2 separate regions of the Gossypium hirsutum genome follow, and region 2 is linked to region 1. The links are chromatin contacts, called in public Hi-C maps. All regions are on one chromosome and are shown on one strand. The core of a region is the stretch at or near the end of the contact, and the rest is flanking DNA. Distances in the headings are between cores, read along the strand shown.

Region 1 (3,595 bases), core at 408-2,907:
AGTGACTTTAAAACTTTATTTTTATCTTTTTTTTTTAAGTTCAAATTAAAATAGAATTGCACTCTACTAGTCAAACACATCTTAAGAATAAGAATTGTTTGTAATTAAAAAAGATGTAATTAATTGCTATCCTGATAATTACACTCCCATACAATTAATTTGTAGTGTTCAAATATACCCTTAATTCACATAATCTTACTATTAAAAAAATGTAAATAACATATATTATGTAATTTATAGGAAAATTATCCCATCGTCGGTGGAAATTTTTTAGACTTCACAAGTGTATCAAATAATCACCTTATATTATTAAAATAATATTTGAAAAAATATTTGGTACACTGTTAGTGAAATTTTTAAACTGCACAAACAGATCGAGAGTTAACAAGTATCCTATATAGATATAATAAGTTATTAAAAATATAAATGTATTTAAAAGAAGACACATGTTAATTTTTTAAGATTATTTATGAAATAAAAAATACACAGTTAATGTACCAAATATTCACTCATAATATTTATAAATTTGTAGAAAATTTGATGCACCTATATTGCATATATATTTTATACTAATATGTATTATTTTATTTCGAAAACCATTGCTCTTCTTTTATAATTAACTTCTATCTCTCGAAATTTCAACAACTTAATTTCTTTTAAAAGCATGTTACCTAAAAAAACACAAATACTACTATCTCATAATATCTTATTGCTAAATTACTTAAGAATTTTAAAAATTTCCCTCCAAAGTTATTGTAAAGAAAAAAAGAATGCATGATCATCCCATTCCAGCCCAATCTAAGGAATTAAAAGGCCTCTTTTAGTTCAATTTCACTGTGGGTGTAGGCTGATTATCTAAGCCTCTTTTAGGTCGGGTATACAGAAAATATATAGCCCTGTTTAGTCTTTCCCTCGGAAATTATAACAAATAGTAAGCATTAAATTGTTAGGTCCAACAGCAAGAAGTTGCAGAAAGCAAAATCAGCTTCAATTGCAAATGCTTTTCATAGCTTCTAAAACCTACAAGTCACTTCACTTTTAGAAGCTACAAAGAAACGAGAGAGAGAATGGGGGGGGTTATAACAGCCGGGAATTTGAGTTGGAAAGCTGAATATATTGTACATGGTACACAACAAGACAATATATTAAAAGATTCTTGACACAAATATGTTTTTATAAACTCTTAATGGTGAGCAGGTGGGGGCTAAGTTAATTAAGTACACTACTCTATGTATTCAATAAAATAGATCACATGTACAAAAGGATATATTGATAGACTGAAAGTCTTTAATTGATATTAGTAGACAACTCATAACTCTTATAAGAGAATAATATATAGTAGAAATCACATTAGGTTAAGAAGAGGAGGAGAATAAATGAATAAAGAACAGTTGCATGGCCCATGCAAACTGTTGTTGGAGTTTAAGTGACCATAACCTAAGCTCTATGGCCGCATGTGGAGAAAGATTATGTAATTTATTTACACCTTTTATATATATATATTTATCAGTCTTTTGACACCTCTTTTCTCGATCGATCTTCGTCTATAAATAGAGCTAGCACCATGGGGAACGAAGAAGTCTATAAGCAAAGTTGCTAAGTATCTTCTTCTTCACTTGTTTTAATTCCACATTTTAGGCTTTACCTATATTATATATGGCCCAAAACAATCTTCTCTCTATTCTTGTTCTCCTTTCGCTTGCTCTCTTCCTGGAAATTCAGGGAATTTTAGGAACGCGTTTGATTTTGGAGCAGAATCAGAAGGTGAGAACATTTAATAGAATCCTAGCAAAGGAAAGTAGGAGTATTGTTGATCCCAAAATTTATGGTGTTAACAAAACCAAGTCTCCACCTTCACCACCAACTGCGGTAATTGGAGCCTCGCCGCCGAAAAACGACCAAGATTTCAGGCGCACATCTCCTGGACACAGTCCTGGTATCGGCCATTCCATTCAAAACTAGGTCAAAACATCCTTACTTTGAAGACAGACAGATGGTATTATAGTGCCACACAGATTCCTATCCTAGAAAAGATTTCAGCTTAAGTGGTTCGGTTTCTATTTGTGTTGTCTTATCTTAGTTTAAATTTCAGTTTCAGGTACCTTAGGTTTGAGTGTTTGTAACATATATTTAGTGAAGTCAGTGAGCCAATGAAATTCGTGGATTTTTACATTTTATAGTTCCTTCTTTGCCTATAGCTCAATCATTAAAGTGGTATAAAATATATTTGAAGAGCTAATAAATAATTTAAATTGACTGAAATTAAAATAAATAATTTATTCAAAATAAATAATTAATGATTTATTAAATTCTAAAATTGTTTTTATTTTTTAAGTAAATAAACCTATAATTTTTCCGTCAGTGAAACATTTTAGTCCCACTAATATCCAGGTCGTCTAGTAAACTGGGGTAAAATTATCCAAACAGAAAGAATGGTGTGATTGCACCAAAAAAATCTTTTAAACACCGTACTGGAATTGCTTCGGTATCCAAAGGAGCCCAAGCAACCGAGGCATATGCTAGGGAAAAAAAAAGCCGTAATGAACAAGATTACCAACTTGGTTATAGAATTGAAGATGGCCCATCATAACTTCTTGATGGACGAATGGGGTTCGTAACAAATGCGTAAAAATAATACTAATATCAAATTTAGTGTAAGAAGTTTATTTATTCTACTTAAGATGTCAAACTCCTCTAAGTTGCATGCCGTTTTATGAAATCTGAAGTTCAAATGGCGGATTTGAGGTTTGATTGATATTCACTAAATACTGTAATATTGACATTTCTTTCGGATATCGTCTATAAGAAAAGGAAGTTGAAAGAATGGAGAAACCCTCAGAGCATATATGTATTTATATACAACGTATAATGCTTCAAATATGTGAAAAGAATTGAGTAAGCTCAAAGAGACACAAACCATGTGAGGCAGTGCAACACAAACTATAGAATTGGGAAATTTAAGTATTGGAGTAACAGGACCAGTTAAGAATAGGAATGAATCAAAAGATCACGTGCATTTTACAGCCTAGCACAACACAGAATCAAATGTTTTTGTTCATTGCAAAAGCCAAAAAGGTAAAAAAAGAAAGAAAGAAAAGTCTTTAGCTGCCTTCCTTCTGTGCATGCCAATCAGTTGCAGAGGCTGAGGACTTCCTTAGCTGCAGGAACCATTAAAAAAGAAAAAGGTCCTTTTGGGAGATTTTTAATTATCAAATTTATTCAACTCTTAAGTGGAGAGGTTGAGGAACGGCGAATTGGGGCTCGTCATTTGCTTCATTTGACTTGATCGATCAGGACAAAATTGCCAAATATTTCTTTAGTGCATTCAACGTTGGTGGAGGGACCCTCTCTTTTGGTTGGTGCCCTTCACTCTTGATTAATTTTGAGCATGCTCGTATAAAAAAAAAAAAGAAAAGGAAAAACCAAACTGTAAGCATGCTAATAGCTGGTAAGACAAACAAGCTTGAAATTAGTAAATAATATTGGGTATATATAAGAAAAATATTTGGTACCTTGTTGTTAGTGGAGTTTTTAGCTCCACGAGTAGGGTTAGAGGATTAACAATTATATTATAGGGGTATAATAAAATATTAAA
Region 2 (3,595 bases), core at 495-2,994, 360 kb before region 1:
GTATTTTGGATCATTGAAAATCTTCCTTCAATTACTATTTATTGATTTGAATTTATCATATATGTTTAAATCATTTCAATTCATATATTTAAGCATACATATTGAACAATTTCCCGAAAATTCTATATGCTTCTAACATTCTAAATCCTTAAGAATTTTAATATAAAGTTCACTATATAGTGATTAATATAAATGTTGTAACAATAACCATTATAGGCATGTCAAATCTTTCATGAACTGCCAAACTAATAAGATATCTAAAGGTTATTGCATCTATCACAAAAGAATATTATATTTTTCACAATCAATGCTATGACTTAACGAAAAGCTTTCATATTTCTTATTTCGTTTTCACAAAACTACTTCATTTGTGTCCTCATTATAATTATACCTTTAGATGTTTGGACTACTGGTCCGGAAACTTCACGAATTTAATTCTACTAGAATTGTGTCTTTCTATTTTGGTCAATATAATCAATATCTTATTTCTAGACAAATTTATTCAAGATCTTTACTTTCTGTCATTATTTCAACATTACAAAATCATTGTCAACAACTTTTCATTTTAAGTTCCACATTTTCTCATATTGAACCAACTTGTTGAGATTTCTTTATTTTCATTATTTTTTGTCTTCAGGTACCTAATTCTCTCCTAGAATTTTAATAATTAGTTTAGTACAAGGGGATCCTCTCTCTCCTTATTTGTTCTTATTTTGTATGGAAGCTCTCTCTAGAATGCTTATCCATGCTGAGGAGAACAACGTTTTAAGAGGCATTAGGGCTAGCAGAGACAGCCCTAGAATAAATCATTTGTTTTTTGCTGATGATGCACTATTATTTGTGAGAAATAAAAAGAGTGATGTGGAGAACCTTGTTAACATGCTTAACACTTTCGTTAATATTTCAGGGCAAGAGATTAATTTTGAAAAGTCAATGGTCCTTTTCAGTCTTAACACCTCACGTGACCAGAGAACAATCCTTAGTGGCCTCCTAGGCATGACGGTGGTGGAAAACTTAAACAACTACCTTGGCCTTCCTATCCCGATTGGTAAGAAAAAAACAGTGGCTTTCCAAGAGATTACTAATAGATTGTCTTGCAGGGTTAACAACTGGACAAAGAGATTGCTCTCGTTTGGGGGAAAAGAAATCTTCATTAAAGCGGTTCTCCAATCCATCCCTACGTACGCTCTGTCAATTTTTTTGACCCCCAAAAGCATCATCGATGACATTCAGGCTAAGCTTAGCAGAACATGGTGGACGGGAAAAGATAAAGGGAGATTCTAGACAATGATCCCATGGAAAATGCTGTGTAAGCCGAAGGCTATGGGAGGTCTTGGAATTAGAAATGTGCGACTCTTCAACCTGGCTCTCTTAGGGCGTCAAGTGTGGAGACTAATAAACAATACAAACACTCTCTGCTTCAATGTCTTGTATTCAAAATATTTTCCTGATGAAACATTTTTAATTTAAAAAGGTGGACAAAGCGTCATTCACTTGGACAAGTATTGCGACAACAGCGGAAGCGCTTAAAGATGGCTTTGGATGGCAGATTGGAAACGGCGAGAGGATAAATATTTGGGAGGATAATTGGGGAATGGAAGGGCTCAATGGGGACATTATTATAAGCAACACTCTAAAAAGAGATGAAAAGAGTGTGAAAAATCTTTGGCATATGGATCGGAGGTGTTGGAAGGTTAATAAAGTCAGGCACGTGTATGGACAAGACTGGGGGGACAAGATTTGCAATATTCCCATTGGAGGGGAGGGTCAGGAAGATAGAATGATATGGTTTCATAACCCTCACGGGTTTTATACTTCAAAATCTGCCTATTCATGGCTGTTACTGAAAGAAATGGGATACGGCCCTCACAGGTTCCTTTGGAAAGTATTATGGAAGCTTGATACTCTACCGAAGATCCAGGTTTTTGCGTGGAGGGTGGGGCATGAAATCCTCCCCACGAATAGTAAGATCGCCTCTATCAGACAGTGTCTTGACAAGGGATATCCTCGATGTGGAGCAGAGACCGAAACTGTGTTGCATGCATTAAAAGACTGCCCAACCTCGAAAGCAGTCTTGTCGATCGGAGGGTGGTCCAGGAGCTTTATTTCTAAGAATTACGATCACTGCATTGATTGGTTGGAAGACTTGATGTGGGTCCTTGACAAGAGAGCTATGGCTAACTTGATAACAACCCTATGGAACTGCTGGAATAACAGGAACAACTTTATCTTCAGGGGAAAAGAAGAAGAGGCCAAGCAAATATGGGAAAGAGCTAGCAACTTCAGCAAGGAGTTTCGAATATGCAATATGATAAACGAGCCACTACTACCACAGAATGTCGTGGAGAAAAAGTGGAATAAACCTCCAAAGGGATTTATTAAAATAAATTTTAACGCTACTGTTGGCGAAAATAGAATCGGGTACGGGATGGTCGTCAGAGATGAAGAAGGTTTTGTTCTAGGTGCCGGTGGGGATTTCAAAGAGGGTGGGATTTCTGTGGAAGAAGTCGAGTGCGTGGCCTTTGAAGAGAGCATTAAAGTGGCGCGCAGACTACAGTTAAAAGAACACGTTCCTTTTGAGACCGACCATGTGGGGTTGGTCAACAGACTAAACAATTTAGTCAATGACGTCACAATAATTGGCGCACGAATTAAGGATTGTGCTGTTGCCTTTGAATTTTTTAATTCTGCCAATTTAATTTGGACCGAACGGTCTTGTAATAAGGTGGCCCATTTACTTTGTAAAAAAATGTATAGTGAGGCCAAAAATAGTTTGTTTGAATTGGATTATCTGCCCGAAATCCACAATGCTGTATTTTGTGATGTTTCTTAATTAGTCTTAGTTGACCCTTGTGGTAGTTTTTGTTTCAAAAAAAAGACAGTCTATATTTATTATTTTATTGTACAATAATTTTATCTTTGGAACCAATCAATCTACAATACATTAGGCATGTAATACTTTCATTTTTTTCTACCATGGTAGTACTACTAGGACTTAAAAACATCATATGGTACATAAAACTTGGTTATTTTTAATTAGATCAGATAATATATTTGGCTGTTAACTTGCACTAAAGTGAATTATTCTTTTGAACTTCTGATTAAAATTTCTTTCTAGGAGGATCTAGATAATGATAATTTATTCCAATAATCTATTTCATCTAAATTTTATTTCTCTCACCCCTAATGTTAGGAAAGCTATCAAATTAAATAGTAATCACAAATCGTGTCATAATTGAATCTCCAATTCATTTAAAGCATAGAATCATACAACACAACTCATAATTAATAAATATTTCCAACTTTCTTTGTATACTCATTTTGTGCAATGTGGTGGAGCAACTAAAACAAATATCTCACAATAATAAATTCTAAAATGGGTTGTATTTGGCTTTTGGCCAAAAACCAATTGTAATGGGGAGTATTTGTTACAATTTATTGGCATGATGCGTACAAGTGTCAATTCTTGTAAAACATAATATCCTTATACATATACAAAAAGTTTGGTCTTCAAAAGTAATGGTTTAGCTACTAACTAGAGGCATTTAAACATTAATTCTGCTAAACAATTTTATATGTATAAGCAACATGCATT

The links. Hi-C and Micro-C count contacts between places; a contact is called where the count stands out from the background.
Region 2: a Hi-C map of leaf shows a contact between it and region 1, with 3 times the contacts expected there. The contact joins the enhancer-like site here to the promoter of LOC107941473 in region 1. A contact is called at or near these places in 3 of 34 Hi-C or Micro-C datasets (all in leaf).

Annotation. Positions count from the first base shown.
Region 1 is chrD12:14,274,571-14,278,165 of Gossypium_hirsutum_v2.1, reverse strand. LOC107941473 (precursor of CEP5) reads left to right here and starts at 1,657. Exons shown (of 1, transcript XM_016875043.1): 1 at 1,657-1,962. The coding sequence starts at 1,657. The coding sequence ends at 1,962.
Region 2 is chrD12:14,630,915-14,634,509 of Gossypium_hirsutum_v2.1, reverse strand. No RefSeq gene overlaps it. Among protein-coding and RNA genes, the nearest start is that of LOC121224520, 20 kb to the left of the region's middle. Within about 2 kb of position 1,744, at least 6 of the 9 cell types and tissues checked have an H3K27ac peak or open chromatin away from gene starts, as enhancers often do. A contact at or near this core is called in leaf, where this site is marked.